Linked DNA regions of Anas platyrhynchos: region 1 is linked to region 2. A link is a contact called in public Hi-C data. All regions are on one chromosome and are shown on one strand. The core of a region is the stretch at or near the end of the contact, and the rest is flanking DNA. Distances in the headings are between cores, read along the strand shown. Region 1 overlaps ITSN1 (intersectin 1). Region 2 holds the start of DONSON (DNA replication fork stabilization factor DONSON).

Region 1 (2,700 bases), core at 33-2,532, 130 kb before region 2:
AAACTATAACTTGGTATTAACTTATCACAAAGCCAGATCAGACACAACATAAAAGGGAATGTAATTTCCCTTTCTATTCATTTAGAGAGGACAGATATGCTCTTGAATGAGGGATAAAAACAGTACCACTTCCTTAAGCCCAAAGCTACCCAGTTTTTAGCCTGGTTTCCTAAGGAAAAGGAGGTTTGTTGTTATCAAGCTGCCTTTGTCCTACCACTGTCATAACTCATCATATTGGTGGCCATTTTCAAACACATTCTACAAAAGAGGAGATATCTCAAAATTTCTAAGTCTCTATAAGTTCAATAAAAAACAGCAGCTCAGTAGGGAAAAAAAAAGGAAGTTTATTAATCCTCCTACTTATGAACATGAAGGTTTAACTCAATCCTTACTCATTTTGTCTGGCAATGGCCAGATGAGCAATCAGATGAGCATGCCTCCAAACCAACCACAGAATTTACTGTGCCTTGCTGAAGCAGTAGGGATGAGTGAGAAAGATGCAGGTAGGAAGACAGGATCCACCAGAGGCCACAGAGAATGAAGGGAGAAATAAGGGTACTTGCACTGTGTGGAGTTTCATGGTAGAGAGTTGGGGCTGCAGTAGTTGGAGACTTTGGAAGGAAGGGTGCAGGGTACACTGGACACAAATCCATAGGAAACCAGGCTTTGTTGGCGACGCTTCTCACAAAACAGCTCATTCAGATGTTATAAGCCTACAATAACTAAAGGAATACATCAGCTAACTCAGAATTAGGGAGGCAGAGACTGTTGTACTTTGCTTTCCAGTCACAGGTAATAGGACTGGAACTGGATATTGGGCTGTGACTGAGATAATAGGAAGTAAACGTATGGACTGTGGGTAGCCTTGACAAGCACTGCTCTTCAGGAGAAGTTGACCTTGCCTTCTGGAGTACGGGCACACCAAGAGCAAAGTACGTGCAAATACTCTTTTGGTGACTATTTTTGTAAGTGGCAAATATTTTCATGCAGCTAAAAGTAGAACAGGGGGGAGAAGACCATGATTTTTTAGTTGCTAAGTAAGGGGGGGGGGGGGAAAACTTACTTCAGTAGTTTTATATTGCACATAATCAGCTCCTTCCAATTAACAAAAATCATAGCAACTTCTTTTTCTGTTAGCAGCTCAGATTCCATTAGTGGTTTCTGGAATATCTATAGATTCAGAAAATTAAGCAATTTAGAAAGCATGTCTTAAGTACAATCGAAGTGACTAAGGCTGATGATGTCTAAGGCTTCCTTAGTCTGGAGACAAGACAACGTTACATCAGAGTAGCATGTGATACTCAGTGGAACAGACTTCAAGCGTGCACTGTGCCCTAAAGATCCACGGTGCTCCCTGACGATATCTTTGTAAGAAGCATATTTATTTAAAAGAGAATGATCTGAATTGGTGTTGGTGGTGTTCATTATGACCTGGATAACCTGTTTTAAGCTTGGGAATTTTAGTCAGATGTCTCCTGTAAAATATCCCAGAACTACTTTGATAATACAACTGAAAATACATGTGAATTTGGACTCCTTTATGGAAGTTGTGATTTACATAGTGTCTCAGGCTTGCATACCTTGACCTCTTTTTCAAAAAAGAGCCAGGTTTGTATACCTTGATCTCTTTTTCAAAAAAGAGCTTTCACTCTCTATGAAAAGAATTACCCACAGCAAAAGCCTATACAAATTCCTTTTTTTTTCACATGTGAGATGTATTTTGTAACATTTAAAGAGAAGCAGAGTAAATGATAACTGAGTGCCACTGTGAATGTGGAGACTGGTGCATAACACGCCTCAAGCTTTAGGAGCTTACACGTGAGAAACAAAACTTCAAAATCTGGAGTGAAAAGTGTTTACTGGAAAGATAATTTAAACATCAGTGTTTTGGTGATGGTAACGCAAGGGTTTACCACTAGTTACACACAGTCCATATATAGTTACACACACTCCCATATAGGCATATATGTATGTATGAAGATTTAATACAGATCATTCCTAGGAAGTCCAACAGACCAGTGATGTCAAATGACTTTGCACAGTGAAATTATCAATCCATTCAAAAACATGAGTGAATAAAACCTCCTCCTAAAAATGCTGCTCCTTCTTACCTCTGTGACCAACTGCAGATCATTTACATAGTTCTCTTCTGTGACAATGAGCTCATGGATGTACCCCTGCCTTTTCCTTTCAGTAGGTGTCAACATATCCAGAAGATGCAAGTCTGCACACCCTGGAAAACACAAAAGAATCCTAGATTTCACTTATGGTCACTTTCAAATTGATCCAGATTTGTAGTAGGTCAAATAATGCTTAATGAACAGTAACTACTGCCTCTCCATTTAAACATAACTCACATGTAATGGCACAATGCTTACAATACTTGATCCCTTAGTGACTCAAAACATTGTCTCTGACTTTTTTTTTTTTTAATCAAGGCCATTTCTAGGTGATAATTAGTTAATAAGGCAAGTGAATGGAGGTCTCATGGAGGTCTCGTTAGAATGAAAGCATGCAGTCCAGACACAACTAAAGCAGACTTCCCTGTGGCATTAACAGGATTTCTAAAAATGTCTCTTCTCTGGTGGCAAACCTTAAAGTCCTCCTCACCACTACCTGCCCATTTCCAACCTCTCTCCGAAGTTCACTGTCCCTTTAGGTGTGTCATTCAGCTGGAACCACACTGTAAAATAAATCTCC
Region 2 (2,700 bases), core at 68-2,567:
GATGGTTGAAAGAATTATCTGTAGATACGCTGCTACCTTGACAGACCTCTTAGATACGCATTTTAGAAGACATAATGGAGAAATTATCAAGTAGTGTTTTCAGGTGAGATGATTATTTTTCTTTATTCAGCCTTTGGAGTAATCTCTTGCCAGTGCTGTACTGTAAATGTATATTGGGATGCTGAGGAAAAGATGTCTCAAATAGCTTACATGGTTCTGTTTATGGTCTGTCTGCAATATAGCAGGCTAAGCATAAGGAAATTGGGTAAAACCCCAGATTCTGCTGATGCCAATTTAACAGAGGCAGCACATTCTTTTCTTGGTGGAGGAAGAGCATATATCTGTCTGCTCAGCAGTGTGTCTGAGAAATGGTGCTGTGTGTAAGACAATAGATTTGTCTAATATTCTTTTGTAAGAGTGACTGCTTCACTAGATAGGAAGATAACCATAATGAGGTGGGAATGGAAGATCCTTTTATTAATGCTCAACAGTATTACTGTTGAGCAAAAGCCTCTCCACCACCACCTTTTCCCTGTAAGAAGGATATCTTTTAATTAAACTTCTCTTTCCTGTTTGCTCTAAGGCTCTTTCTTTCTTCTGCAAACTCAAGCAAAGCTATAAAACTTTATTGTGTTTAAGGAGTAAAGTTTGCATAGTGAAAGTAAAGTCTATAGCAGTAGTCCTAGAATGTTTCTGTTGACCTGAGCATGCCCATCAGATATATCTGACACACTGTTCCATTTTAGGCCTCAGCTGGATGAACCGATCCCATTGTATGAAGCCAAAGTTTCTATGGAAATAGTTCAGAAGAATCAAGCAAGAAAAAGACAAGTCATTCAGTTCTGACATGTAATTTCCCAATTTCTAAGCCTGTGGAAGATAAAGAAAAATGATATATTTAAGAAGAAATGAGTGTACACTTTCAAATAATTCTGTAACCAGAATTTAAAGATCTTTTGTACCTCGGCACAAATGGTCTGTGAAGTTCCTGAGACTTCAGAGGGTTTTTTTGGGATCCAGTTAAGCAAAATATTTCCATCAGCAACTTCTAGAGACAGTCTTGACATACAAATCTTGACTGCCCTGCTTGCTTTACAAATGTCAGTAACATCTATGTGCAACCTCATTTGTTGTTTTTCAGCCATAAGAAATTAAAGTGGAAAAAAATGCTGGTTTGGTTGTTTTAGTTCTCCCTTCTCCAGCCCCTACCAATAATTCCCTTCATGTTTCCATTTTCTTTTTGACTACTTTGAGACTGAGCTCTGTCTGTAGTACACTTAAGTCTTCAATCCACATTTAAAATCGTTCTATAATTGAAAGACAGGGTGGCCAAGCCATCAGGATTGGCAAAGATCCTAGAGGGGAGAGATGGTACTGACAGTGGGAGTTCCCCCCCTGCTGATTCTCTTCATTTTAGCAACCAGAGACTGTAAACCTGACTTATTAGCTTATGGACTGTAGGTACTATGATTGTGTGATTCAGTTGTTTGAGGCACTTTATGTGTCTTGCTATAATGTTCTTTGATATCTTTCCAGTAAGATGTTTGTGTTCTGTGCACTTTCACTTCTCCTTTTTAACCTCAGTCCTATGCATAGCATAGCTCAAATTTGTTTATCCAGCATCCTCTATTACCATGCATTTTCTGCAGATCAGTAGTAGAGAGGGAACTGCTGTTTTTCTTCAAGGCATGTGGTTTCCTACTTGCTCTTATTTGATAGCAAATTTTTTCAAGTGGACACCAGCACTTTGAACCAGTGTAAGAAGTTAGAATATTTGAGTGAAAATGGATCGTCTAGAACCATGATTCTAGAACCATCTTCTGTCAGTCACTGGATTCATAGGTTATTAATAAAATGATGCAAGGGAAGTCTATAAAAGCATGAATAAATCTTATTTTAACTACTGATGTGATGTAACGCAGCCTTGAAAATAAGTAGTGCTTTTACATGTGTGCACACATCTAAGTATGCAAGTCCTCTGCTAGTTTGAAATTTCTGAAGCTTCCTACCCAAGTGCTAATTTTTTCCTAATGTTCCTTTTAGCTTAAATGCTTTTAAGATGAAGTAAATCAGAGGATACCAAATAAGAGAAAAGAAATAAGGCTTAATAAAACAGGAATCAGTGACAAAACTCCAGAAGAAAGCTTGTTTTCTTAATAGCTTAGCTCTTGTTTTACTAGATCTTCTGTTAATAGGTATGTTGTTCCTGTCTGTAAATAAAAATGCTTTTTGGGCTCTGTATGCAATAGATCAAGGCTAGCTCTTGCTGTGGTTATCTTAGTCTTTCAGCTAGATCAGGTTATGAAGTAAATGTCTCTGTGCTTTGGCAGATTTTGTGGTGGTGGGTGCCTTGTAGCCCCTCTCTGAAGCAGAAAACTCCAGGGGTGAACCCTAGTTAGTGCTGATGGGCAAACCCAGCTCGCTGCCCCAAACAGACACAGCGTCTGCACCTACTTTCCCATATTACCCCATGGTGATCATATTTGCACGGGTGAGGTGGTTTTTTGCGTGTTTTGTTGTTGTTTCTTGTTTGTTTTTCCCAGGTGTGCAACATCTCTCTTGACTGCTGTCAGGTAGCAGTTTCCGCGATGCCTGACAAGAGACAACCCTACAGGATGTGTAACTCCTTGGCTTCTTTGAATATTTATTTATTTGTTTGTTTGTTTGTTTATTTATTTTAAACCATTTTTTTTCCCAGCG

Evidence for each region. A called contact is a pair of places that touch in the nucleus more often than the background predicts.
Region 1: a contact with region 2 is called in a Hi-C map of skeletal muscle, with 4 times the contacts expected there. The contact joins the enhancer-like site here to the promoter of DONSON in region 2. A contact is called at or near these places in 4 of 8 Hi-C or Micro-C datasets (F1 follicle, liver, skeletal muscle and 1 more).

What each region holds. Positions count from the first base shown.
Region 1 is chr1:111,027,788-111,030,487 of IASCAAS_PekinDuck_T2T, reverse strand. ITSN1 (intersectin 1) reads right to left here. Exons shown (of 39, transcript XM_038166093.2): 28 at 2,112-2,233; 29 at 1,064-1,170. Among named protein-coding and RNA genes, the nearest start is that of ATP5PO, 21 kb to the left of the region's middle. Within about 2 kb of position 1,282, at least 2 of the 8 cell types and tissues checked have an H3K27ac peak or open chromatin away from gene starts, as enhancers often do.
Region 2 is chr1:110,894,657-110,897,356 of IASCAAS_PekinDuck_T2T, reverse strand. DONSON (DNA replication fork stabilization factor DONSON) reads left to right here and starts at 1,317. Exons shown (of 10, transcript XM_038166114.2): 1 at 1,317-2,700. It overlaps CRYZL1 (crystallin zeta like 1), which reads left to right. Exons shown (of 13, transcript XM_027449164.3): 12 at 58-103; 13 at 747-1,169. The coding sequence ends at 846.